3 separate regions of the Mus musculus genome follow, and all the other regions are linked to region 1. A link is a contact called in public Hi-C and promoter capture Hi-C data. All regions are on one chromosome and are shown on one strand. Each heading gives the region's core, a stretch centred on a gene start, on an enhancer-like site or on the middle of the called end of the contact. The rest is flanking DNA. Distances are from core to core; before and after follow the strand shown.

Region 1 (3,965 bases), core at 1,059-3,558:
TGCCCAAAAAATAATCTGAGTCGAGTCTGGGAGTCTTTTCCTGGTGGACATGAACTACATAACGTTCTCCAGTATCAATTATCCCAGTAAAACAAAGGTTTGACTTTAGTGCTTCTGGTCTCTTGCTAATCACAGCAGATTCTTCAGCTCCAGCTAAGAACCACAGATGCTTAACTCAAAATATTCAAACCCACCCCCCCCCCCCAGAGTCTTTGAGAGATTCTCACACTTCCCTCTGGTTGTCTGGATCTTCACCTGACAACCCTTGTCCTCTGTATTTCTCTGAAGATTCTTATCTTGAAGGATCCCATAGAACACTCAAGAGCTTTTCTAGCCCAAAGTTCCAAAATCCTTCCACTATCCTCCCTGAAATAAGGTCAGGTCTATCTGGTCAGTGCCCCACAATCCTGGTACCAACTTCTGTCTTAGTTAGGATTACTATTTCTATGAGGAAAGATCATGACCAAAAGCGAGTTGGGGGAGTGTATTAGGGCTCTCTAGAGTAACAACTTATAAAATGTATGTATGTATGTATGTATGTATGTATGTATGTATGTATGTATGTATGTATGTGTGTGTGTGTATGGGGGGATTTATTCAAATGACTTACAGACTGTTGTCCAGCTAATCTGATGTTGGCTGGCAGAGCAGAGCATAGAAAGTCTAAGACTCCAGTAGTTTGCTCAGTCCACAAGCTGGTGCTCGGTATATGCTGGAATCCCAAAGATGTAGCTATAATGCCCATGAGGGAACGGACTTGCTAGGTAACAGCAAGCAGACAAAGAGCAAAAGCTTCCATCTTCCGTATCTATGTAGCAGTGGTTCTCAATCTTCCTAATGCTGTGAGCCCTTAATACAGTTCCTCATGTTGTGACTCCCCAACCATAAAATTATTTTTTGATATTTTATCACTAATTTTGCTGTTATGAATTGTAATGTAACTATGTGATATGCAGATGATCTTAAGCAACCCCTGAAAAGGGTTGTTTGACCCTCAAGGGGTCATAACTTGCATGTTGAAAATTGCTTTATAGCAGGGCGCGGTGGCACATGACTTTAATCCCAACACTCGGGAGGCAGAGGCAGGCAGATTTCTGAGTTAGAAGCCAGCCTGGTCTACAAAATGAGTTCCAGGACAGCCAGGGCTACACAGAGAAACCCAGTCTCGGAAAAGAAAAAAAAAAAAAAAAAAAAAAGGAAGGAAGGAAGAGAAAAAAGAGAAAATTGCTGTTATATAGACTTCCAGCAGAAGGTGTGGTCCAGATTAAAATTGTTATCTTCCCACCTCAGGATTGGAATTAAAGGCATGTATTTCCACCTGTTGCAGTAATTCCCCAACCCTGATACCCCAATAAGTCTATGCAAAAACCACACAACTCAGTTACATTATTTACAAGCTGCACGCTTAGACTGAGCAGATTTATCACTACACTACTCTATTCCCCAGCTGTGAGATCCCACATTATTTGCTGCCTCTCAGGGCCTTGTGGTTCTGCTCCATCTTCCTCTTATCTTCTCTTCCTCAGTCTTCTTCCTCCCTCGCTCCCTACTCTTCCCTCACTTCCTAAAACCTCTAGCCCCACCTTTCCCTTCCACTGCCCAATCACAGGCTCTAGTCTTTATTTGACCAGTTAGAATGGGGAGAAGGTTCACAGGAAATCACCTGAGTATGTGATCCACTCCTCTCAGGGGCAACCCCTCTTGAGGAAGCTGAATTAACATCAGAATACAAACAGCACCAGGGCAACCCACAACATCTACCTCACAAGTCATGACTAGAAGTGGATCCACCCACTTCAAACAAACAAAAATCCCTCAAAGGTGTCCCTTGTATTTCTTCTGGATTCCATCTAATTCTAGATGTAGTCAAGTACCAAGAATAGAAATCACAGGAGAAAAGAGTTTATTTGGTTTACATAACCTGGATTGCTGTCCATTGGAAGAAGCCAAGGCTGGAATTCAAAGAGGGCAGGAACCCGGAGGCAGGAGCTGCTGATGGTTTTTATTTTAAATCTAGTATAATTGAGTCAATGAGTTTTCCTCCTGCCAAAAGACTCTAGGAACCCCAGAGCTTTTTAGGTAACGTCTTTGATCAGAGTAAGAAGTAAACCTAATACAAGTTGCCGTCAAAGGCTGGATTTATATTCCCACAAGACCTTTGTAAATTTGAGACTTAAAAAGCAGCCTAATCCAGTGACAGGCTATAAATAGTTCTCCCTGACTTTGGTTCAGGGCAGTCCTTCGCGTAGACTTCTGGGAAATGTAGTCTCTCTTAGCATGACTCCGCTAGACCGGACTCTACTCCTCTGTGCTTCCGGTTCATTTTGCTTTTGTGTTTCTCCAAACTCTGCGGCTTTCTCAAAGTTGGAACAGTGTGGCTTGCGCTCCGCGCTCGACATGGAGGTTGGTCCCGGCTGCAGCCTAGCCTTGCAGGCCTCATGAACTATACGGGTGGGCGGGCCCGGGGTGCAGGGAGCCGGGGAGGGCTGGGCGGGAGGCGGAGAGAAGCCCACGTGGTCCTGCAGTGCGGACCTAGGCTTGGCCAGAGTGCAGGGGTGGGGCGCACGCACGGTGCAAGGAGTGATTGCTCTGTTAGGACAGAGCGGCTGACAGAGTCAATCATGTGTTTCAGGGACCTGAGAGGTGGCCTGCTACTGCGAGAATGGAGACTGGAAAGTCTAGGGTTGGTAGAGCAGGGTGGCTTGGCTGACCGTGCCAGAGGCAGGCTGTGATGAGAGCTCATACCCCACCTTGGCTGGGGAAGCTTGCTGTTAACTAGTTTTCACATTGCTGTTGTCAGATCCCTCAGGAAATCTAGAGCAAGTGGGTTTTTCTGGGCCCTCCCGTATTCAATGAGAGGCCCAGGACTCTGATTTTGAGTTCGTGTGGCTCATAGTTTCCAGGACAGTGAGTTCTGCGGGGGAGTTTGGTGTATGGGATGTTCGTCCCGTTTTCTTTGTGATAAATTGTTAGTTTTCAGGGCGGCTCACTTTGGATAGGAATCACTCCTTTACCCACTGTGACAGAACCCTCACATTCACACACCTGTATGAGGAAAAAAAAAAAAATCTCATCGAGGGGGCACTCTGAACTTTGTCCCAGCTATCACTGATCCTACAACACTGCAGAGTGGAAAATACTAGAGATTATTACCACATACAATTGCACCGGAGACTGCGATGTCAGAAATTTGGTGTTGTGTGGAAAGATTGAGAGTGAAGTTGAAGAGCTGTGGCTCACTCAGGGTCCTGTGATTGTATACAGCCAATGCTCACCCTGCCCTTTGTATACAGCCGCTGCTCATCCTGACATTTGTACTGTTTTTGCCACACTTCAGTCAAATTGATTTGTGTGCTGGAGACTGACTTACAGCATTAAAATCTATACCTGAGAAGCATGGGCTTTAAACTACATCAATACCAATACTTTCTATGTATCATCTAACAATCATTAAAATATGGACATTTTCTAATTAATGTCACTAATCTGCAGGAAACTAAGAATGTGCCGTTTTACACTGTTTAAGGTGTGAAAAGTACATTTTCTTGTACCTTAAATCTCGTTTCCTACAATGTAGAGGTGATACAGCAATAAGCACAATTATATTATAGGTCACAACACATAGATGTTTGATATCTATCTATCTATCTGTCTGTCTATCTACACTTTTACTTAATATATTTCTTAAACAGATCTATGATTGAAAATAAAACATCAGTGTATGCTGTGCTGTTTCCTGTTACATCTGCATTTGGGAGGTGGAAGCAGGAAATACAGTCCTTTGGGCATATGCTGAGTCTTATGTTGACTTATTCTTTTAGCTTTTTGTGGGTTCTCCATACTGATTGCCAGAGTTGCTGTACCAAGTTGCAGTCTTAGCAACAGTGACTGGGAGGTTCATTTTTTTCCACTCCTTCCCAGGATTTTTTTTGTCAGTTGTTTTGTTGATCTTAGCCTTTCTGACT
Region 2 (4,158 bases), core at 998-3,497, 2.5 Mb before region 1:
GCCGACATCCAGAACTGTGGAGGAGCAAACTTGCTTTCTGAGTGCCCGAATCAGTAAAATCAGGGAAAGAAATGGGGAAGCTGTAAGACCCAGTGTAAAAGCTCTGGGGCAGGAGTGTGCCTCACACTTGCTGCTGGTGCGTATGAGGTTTTGGGACAACCTGGAGAAAATGGGGAAAGACTAGGTGGAGTCTGGCAGGTTAGCAAGGCTGTTACATTTTGATCAGTGAGAGAGTAAGCTCCAGTAACATTCTGAGGCGATAGACGATCTGATTTCTTAAAAGTAACAACTTAAATATGTATGCATATATGCGTGGACATATCAGACGCTGGGATCACCGGCTGAGTGGGTTAAAAATTAAAGGGGGCAAAGGAAGGAATATGGGGAAAACACCTGGGAGACAATTTAAAAACAGACCAAAGACGGAGGTGACCAATGAGAAGAGAGGCAAGAATTTGTCTTTGGACAGTAGCAGAGCCAAGAGGAACGAGGGACGGAGGAGGGCAAAGACTTTTGCGCTTTTGCCCAGATCCATTAAAAATTGAGTTCAAACAAGAACTGTTTTTCTTTCCCGTAGTATTTAACACAACACACTCTGGGACAGGGCTTCAGGGCTTGCGTGTACTGTTTGCAATCGTCCTGCCTTGGCCTCCCAAACGCTGGAATTACAGGCACTCGTGACCACACACAAAGCATAGGCTCTGCTCATTGGCTGTGATCTCCACATACACCGGTGGTCAGAAAACGCCAGAGATAAAACATTCATTCGCATTAACGCTACTGACTGAAGGCAGTAAGCACGCTACCTGGCCCTTACTTCCACCTTGGTACAGTGTGAGAAGGGCCAAGTACTTGGTAAGGTTTGCTCCACGGTGGTACAGACCACGAGGGAAGCAGTTCTCTTATGCTCAAAATTAGCGGAGCCCGGATGCAGAGGCCCAAGGACGGCAGAGGCAGAGCGGGCACCCGCTGGGCTGGACCCGCACACCAAACGCACAGGACACCAGAGCTGCTTCCGGCTTCACGGGCCGTGGCGCCCGCACGCGGCGCATGCCAGAGCAGGCGCGTTTGGTGGAGCGCGTTGCGAGCGACGGGCCACGCGTGGCCGGCTCTGCCCAGTCACTCCACCGTACAGAGCACGCGAGGAGAAGGCGGGAGGGCGGGGGCTCGACCCGGTGCAGTCGCAGCGGTTTCGTTTTCCCAGGCGGTCCGCGACCGCAGCACACCAGCCGGCGCGGAAACTTCCACCCGGCACGCTGGCGTGTCTGCGCACGCGCAGCGCGGCCCACACAGCCCAGCGCCGACCCGCACCCGCCCCTCCGGCCCCGCCCTGTCTGTCTGGTCTGCATGCGCCCGCGCCACTGTCTCTCCGCCGCCGCCCGGAGCGCGCAGTGCGCAAGCGCGGTAACCAAGGCGGCGCTGTCTAGTGAGGATTTGAAATCCCCGCGCGTGCGCACTGCGCCGCGGCCCGCGAGGGAGGCCGCGCCCCCGCGCCGCCGCCCCCGCGCCGCCTCCCCGCCCCTCATTGGAGCTGAGGCGGCGGCCCCCATCCCTCTCCGTTCCCGGCCGCCGCCGAGGGCGTCTTTCCGCCGCCGCGCCGCAGGAGCGCCGTGACTGACTGACGGCCCGACGCTCTGGGCCCGCCCCCTCGGCCGGTCACCGCCCCTTCGATGGCCTCTCCCTGCCGCCCGCACGCTACGCCGCCGCCGCCGCGGCCCCCTCGCCCTCCCCGCGCCGCCTGAGCCACCGGGACCGCAGCTGCGCCGCGCGCCCCACCGAGCGCCGCCCGCGCCCATCCGCGCGCACCGGAGCGCGGCCCAGGCCCGTCCGTCCGTCCGTCCGCGCGGCCGGCCCGGGGCGCGGCGGGGCGGGGCGCGGCGGGGGCGGGGCGCGGCGGGCGACGCGGGCCCCGCGGGGGCGGCGCGTGGATGGATCCGCGCGTGGCCTGGATCCAGCCGGAGCAGAAGGGGCCGGCCAATGCCCTGTGGATGCAGATCTGGGAGACCTCGCAGGGCGTGGGCCGTGGCGGCTCCGGCTTCGCGTCCTACTTCTGCCTCAACTCGCCGGCGCTGGACACGGCGGCCGCGCCCGGGGCGGCGGGGCGCGCAGCACCAGCAGCAGGAGGCCCGGGGCCGGCGCCCGCCGCCTCGTCCCCGCCGCCGGCGCCCGGCCCCGCCGCGCTGCCCCCGGCGCTGCTTACCGCGCTAGGGCCCGCGGCGGACAGCGCAAGACGCTTGCACAAGTCCCCGTCGCTGTCGTCGTCGTCGTCCTCGTCGTCGTCCAACGCCGAGTCGGGCACCGAGAGTCCCGGCTGCTCGTCGTCGTCCTCCAGCAGCACCTCGCTCGGCCGCGCCGGCAGCGGCCGCACCTTCTTCAGCTTCGCCGACGGTGCTGCCCACGCACACCCGGGCCCACGCGGCTCCACGCCCGCCGGCTCGCCGCCGCAGCACCAGTTCCACCCGGGTCGGCGGAAACGCGAGAACAAGGCCAGCACGTATGGCCTCAACTACCTGCTGTCGGGCAGCCGCGCGGCCACGCTGAGCGGAGGGGGCGGCCCCGGGGCCCAGGCGGCGCGGCCCGGCACGCCGTGGAAGAGCCGCGCGTACAGCCCGGGCATCCAGGGGTGAGTGCGCCCGAGCCGCGGGGCTGCCAGCGGCGCGGGCACTTTAAAAACTCCGTTGGATCGAGATCCACCAGGCAGGGGGGATTGACAGTTCGGGATGGAGGCCTAGGGCTAGACTAGAAAGTGGTTCCTTTCTTTCCTCTGCTCCAGGGCAGGGAAGCAAGGGCTGGCTGTCAGAGTGGGAAGCGTTTACGCGTGTTCTTTCCTGTAGGCTAAATCCTGTATCTTAGTGTAGTGAGGTTGAATGTAAAAAATTTTTGTTCCCTTTTTTTGAGACAGTAGGTTTTTGGTATTGGTGCAGTTTAGCCATCAAGTGAGGTTTAGAAGTGGAGTCTTGTGTGTGTTGAGGTTACCTCGTACGTTTTAATTTTGGGCAGACGTTCACAGAAAGACCGTCACCTGGGGTTTCTGAAAACCACCTAATAGTACTCAGGTTTTTTTCCTGTGAACTCACAGGAAGGTGTTTTCATTTAAAAATTTTTCCATAAGGCTCAGAGGACCTTAGCGGTTTAATGTCCCCAATGACAGCAAGGTGGGGGTGTTGGTCTGGAATTGCCCCAGGTGAGACTTTTCTAGTATGAAGCTCTTCATTCAACCTATTGGTTGAATTTCTGAACATCTAGAAACAAAATAGTGGTTGTGTAGTCTCAAGACTGGTGAGCTTGATTTGCCTCAGTTCCTGCCGCTCTTAAAGGGCGTCTAACCTCCCCCCCTCCCCCTCACTCCAGGGAGCGACATCCCCAGTTCAAGTCCACCCGGGTGGTTGCTAGGCCCTGGGACTCCTTTGAGGTAACTTCTTAGGGGGCTGTTTGCGGTTTGAGGTCTGTGGGGAACACGGATACTCTTTAAGGGGTTGGGGGTGTTACATAGAAACAGTTGTCCCCTCTGCAACTTGTTTCACCTGCCTTGGATCTTTGGGTCGGGATTCTCCAGCATGCACTACAAATCCAGGAGGAGCCTGGTTTCTTCTGCCAGTTCCCCCGCAGTGCTTGCTTGTAGAACTTTGTGAGACAGGTGTGGCCGTGGACCTACGGGAGGTTTCTGGATTGTTACATAACTGTAATGGACATGGTGTCTGCCGGGAGACGGATCCTAGCCTCTGACAGAGTTCCACTTGGGTACTTAGGCATCAGCAGCATGATCTGCCCCTCGGTGAGAGTTGTGTCCCTTGATGTGGTCTCTCTGGTGGTCTGTAAAGCTGGTCAGCCTCTGTGTGTTCTTCTGTGGCGTTTTGTTAGTATGTGTGCCTCTGTGGGCTAGGTGTGCTTTTAGAGTCTAGCATGGGTGCAGTTGGCATGGGTGGCATGTATTTCTATTGATCCCACAAGCATGGTCCCTTCTTTAAATACCCTCCCTTCCTGGTACAGATGAACATTGCCACCTGGGTATTCATACTTGGCTCCTGTCACCCTACTCCCAAGTCTGTAGTTCTTGATTAGCCGCTGTCCCCCAAGTCTGGGTCTCTCTTCCTATGTCAAGCACATTGTAACCACTCTCTGGAGGAGGATGCTCAGGCAGTCCAAGACTGGGGTCTT
Region 3 (3,842 bases), core at 523-3,022, 2.6 Mb after region 1:
AGGCACACACACAGTACACACACATAAACACATGCAAAATGTTCCTACGCATAAAGTTAAATATAAATTAATTAACCAGGTAAAATGGCAACGTCAGGACGGCTGTCAATCATCAGCATCCTTATGGGTCTTGAACCACCTGTCCCACACATAAGCTGCCTGGAAAGCCCTTTTATTTTCAACAACAACAAAAAGGAACCACCTTAGTGAAGGTTTTATTTTGGCAGTAAACCAGCATTGGAACAAATAAAAATACACACCTACATTCAGACAGTACACATGTTACACACAGTACACATATATAAACACATATCTCATGTTATAAAGATGAGGTATGAACACATATCTCATCTGCAGTAAATTTTGAGGCACACACCACTACACTTCACAATACAGGAGCACACAAACTGATTCCATCACACATAAGCTCTCAGGAATCAGACTGAGACCAATTCCTCAGTGTCACTAGTGCTGTGTACAGGCCAGAATTTTTAGGAGGCCCCAGGGGCATTCTGGCAGTGTCACTCAGCTGCAGACCCATGAGCTGATGATAAAAGCCAAGCATTCCCCTGTGCTTAACAAAGACCCTGAAGAGAAAGAAAGAAAGAAAGAAAGAAAGAAAGAAAGAAAGAAAGAAAGAAAGAAAGAAAGAAAGAAAGAAAGAAAGAAAGAAAGAAAGAAAGAAAGAGGGAGAGAGAGAGAAAGAGAGAGAAAGAGAAAGGAAGGAAGAAAGGAAGAAAGAAAGAGAGAAAAGCAGGGTGAACGGAGGGTGACCACACATGAAAGTCTTTAAGATATCCTTCAGAACAAAGTAGGGGCTCAACGGGTGCAAACTGCTGAGAAGTCAGCATGGTTAGGGGCATAATTTAATGGCCCAGCACCTGTCTAGCATAAGGAAGGTGGGAGAGCAGGTATAGGAAGGAAAGGAGAAAACAAAAAGAAACACACACAATAGTTAAAGGGGGGGGGATGCATAAACATATGAGCAATGGGTGTGTAAATGAGAGAGAATGGGAGGGTTAAGTACTCAGGTGAGAGTGGATCTGGGAGCATAAATAAGGAGTAAGCAGGAGGGGGCAGAATGGGGATTAGAAAGGACTCCTTTAAAGTGTATACTGGTGAGTAGAGAGGGATGGAAATGAATGAAAGTGGTCGAGAAGCTGCTGTCTTGGAACCTGCCACCGGTCTTGTTCACCCGAGCCCTGCATGACCACCTGAGCCCAGCCCCACTCACATATTGACTGTCCTCTATCTCCTGCAGAGCCTTGATTTCTCTGAGGGCCTGGTTAGGAATACCATCCTCCAGCCGCCGCAAGGCCACCTTCTTGAGGGCAACGATCTCGCCAGTCTGTGCAGGAAAGAGTGCCGACACTGCCAGAGACCTTTGGCAAGGTAGGGGCAGGGAGAGAACACCCCAGGAGCGAGACACCCCACAGAGACCCGCCCCTAAGTCGGGAAGATCTGAACCGACCGCCAGGGGTCGCGCTCCCGCAGTCCGGCCGCTGGAAGCGGGATCGCCACAGATGGGACCCCGCCAAGTATCCTAAAGAGACCTCTGAGGCGCGCCCGCGCGCGCTAGCAGATCTCTACACGGAAAGACTGCAGAGGGAGCGCAGTGGGCATCCCTCGGACTGCACGTGCGGCATGGTCTCACCTCTACGTGCTTGGCTTTGAAGACGATGCCGTGGGCGCCCTCCCCGATGCGACCGAGGATGCAATACTGGTCCATGTCGGCCCGCGGTGCCCAGATCCTACTCTACAGGGATCCAGCATAGGCTCCTGCAAGCGTTGCCTAGCAATAACGCGTCTAGCAGCTGCTCCGTAAAGCACGTGACCGGAAAGACCAGTGCTGAGCTCAGTCAGGAATCTGCATCCCCTCTAGGCAGCACCTTTCCGCAGCCTTCGGCAGTCACTCTATCGTAATCTAACGCTCCAGGACGTGGCCATAGCACCACGTGACAAGAAACGCTGGTGCGTGGGGCTGAGAGGGGCAGGGCTACGCATGTAAAGGGTGTGTTCATTCGCCCAGAGGCGGAGCCTCTGGTAGGGAGGTGGATCTGGTGGAAGACTTCCAGAAACCAGCAAGAGTATCAGGTGGCAGGCACTCACTCAGCCGCTCTCTACATTTAGGCCTCTTTGTAACTGACGCAAATCATTGTTGCAGACAAGCACAGAGCTGAGTCGTGGAGTGTCTTAGTTAGGATTTTACTGCTGTGAACAGACACCATGACCAAAGTAACTCTTATAAGGACAGCATTTAATTGGGACTGGCTTACATGTTCAAAAATTCATCCTTTGTTATCAAAGGAGGGAGCATGGAGCATCCAGGCAGGTATGTTGCAGGAGGAGCATATTCAACTGCAGGCTGCTCGGAGAAGACTCGCTTCCAGACAGCAAGAGTATTAAAACCCACTTCCACAGTGATACACCTACTCTAATAAGACCACACCTGCTAATAGTGCCACTTCCTAGCCCAAGCATATACAAACCATCACATGGAGAATCACTTGGGTCTTTGGTCCCCAAAGGGCATCATGAATCCAAGTACCTTTTTTAAAAAGCTTACTAGCACTGACGATAAAGCTCCTTTGGTGAGGTGCTTGCCTAGAGTGAACAAAAGCCTTTGGTTCGACTCCCTGTACCACCTATGTTGGTTGCTCTAAATCACATCTGCCGTCCCAGTACTTGACAGGGTCTTATTAATCTACACAGTGCGATGCATCCTGCTTAATAAGAGACCTTATCTCAAAATAGAGAGAGGTGTCCACAAGTATATGAGATGACGACCAGCACCCCTACTAATTAGGAAAAATGAAATCAAACCACAATAAGATATCTTACACCCTTTAGGATGATTACTATCAGGAACGTAGATGATAAACCTGATACAGTTGTTCTGACTATAACTCTTGTATCCAGCAGGCCAAGACGAAGAGAATCTCAAGTACGAAGCCAGTATGGACAAGGTTACCTGCTAACATGGTAAAGCTGTGGAGAAATCAAGACAGAAGAGAGGGGAGAAGAACCTACACTAACGTGGGAAGGCAAGGATGCCAAGAAATTACCACTTTTGTGTGCGTTTGTTAAAAAGTGTTTCAGGGGTGGTTGCTCACTCCCTACAATCCCAATACTAGAGAGACTAGGAGTTGCAGGAGGATTGCCTCAGGTTCCAGGCCAGCCTGAGCTACAGTGTGAGACTTTCTCAAACCCAAAAGAAACGAAACTTTTAAATAGAATATGAAACTAGCCAGGCTCTATGGACTGGCTGTGGGACCCTCTTCTCAGGGAATGAGATAAGTGAAAGTTTTTGCCATACCTGTGGCACACACTACGCCTAGGTTTAAATCAGAAAAAGGAAATCCAAGTGTGGACTAGGGGGTAGAGGGAGCGTGAGGGGGCAGAAGCCCAGGAATTTGAGCTTATCCTTGATTGTATGCTGAGTGTAGCTTTCATTGGCTAATTACCTCTGAATTAAGGAGATTGTAGCATTGATATCCAAAACTAATACACTGGGGTTTTGTTTGTTTGTTTGTTTATTGTTTGAGACAGGGGCCACACAGTATTACTCTAGCTGACCTGAAACTCACTCTGTAAACCAGGCTGGCCTCAAACTCACAGATGTCCACCTGCCTTTGACTCCCAAGTCCTGGGATTAGACAAGACTATTCTCTTTGAAAAGTTTGTCTCACCCAATATTGTGAGTTCCAGACCTTTGCTGAAGCCTTTCCGCTTTCCAAAGGGACATTGGCCCACTTGCCTTGCCCTTCTTCTCAATTCCCTCTGCCTTGCTAAAAAAAAAAAAAAAGTTAAATTACATTCCTAAAGCAAGCCACCAAGGTCTG

The links. Promoter capture Hi-C pulls out the DNA fragments that hold promoters and counts their contacts. Hi-C and Micro-C count contacts between places; a contact is called where the count stands out from the background.
Region 2: a Hi-C map of CD4 T cells shows a contact between it and region 1, with 6 times the contacts expected there. The contact joins the promoter of Tent4a here to the promoter of Zfp708 in region 1. A contact is called at or near these places in 2 of 39 promoter capture datasets (neutrophils and pre-B cells) and 1 of 484 Hi-C or Micro-C datasets (CD4 T cells).
Region 3: a promoter capture Hi-C map of hippocampal neurons shows a contact between it and region 1, with 3 times the contacts expected there. The contact joins the promoter of Cdk20 here to the promoter of Zfp708 in region 1. A contact is called at or near these places in 3 of 39 promoter capture datasets (hippocampal neurons, liver and pre-B cells) and 1 of 115 datasets of contacts at active chromatin or transcription factors (astrocytes).

What each region holds. Positions count from the first base shown.
Region 1 is chr13:67,079,888-67,083,852 of GRCm38.p6, reverse strand. Zfp708 (zinc finger protein 708) reads left to right here and starts at 2,308. Exons shown (of 4, transcript NM_001012448.2): 1 at 2,308-2,403. The coding sequence starts at 2,398.
Region 2 is chr13:69,531,953-69,536,110 of GRCm38.p6, reverse strand. Tent4a (terminal nucleotidyltransferase 4A) reads left to right here and starts at 2,247. Exons shown (of 13, transcript NM_198600.2): 1 at 2,247-2,623. It overlaps A930018O16Rik, which reads right to left and starts at 1,796. Exons shown (of 1, transcript XM_011244606.3): 1 at 660-1,796. The coding sequence starts at 1,796. The coding sequence ends at 915.
Region 3 is chr13:64,430,483-64,434,324 of GRCm38.p6, reverse strand. Cdk20 (cyclin-dependent kinase 20) reads right to left here and starts at 1,772. Exons shown (of 8, transcript NM_053180.2): 1 at 1,655-1,772; 2 at 1,235-1,348. The coding sequence starts at 1,729. It overlaps 1700015C15Rik (a long non-coding RNA gene), which reads left to right and starts at 1,889. Exons shown (of 3, transcript XR_873594.1): 1 at 1,889-1,971; 2 at 2,920-3,074.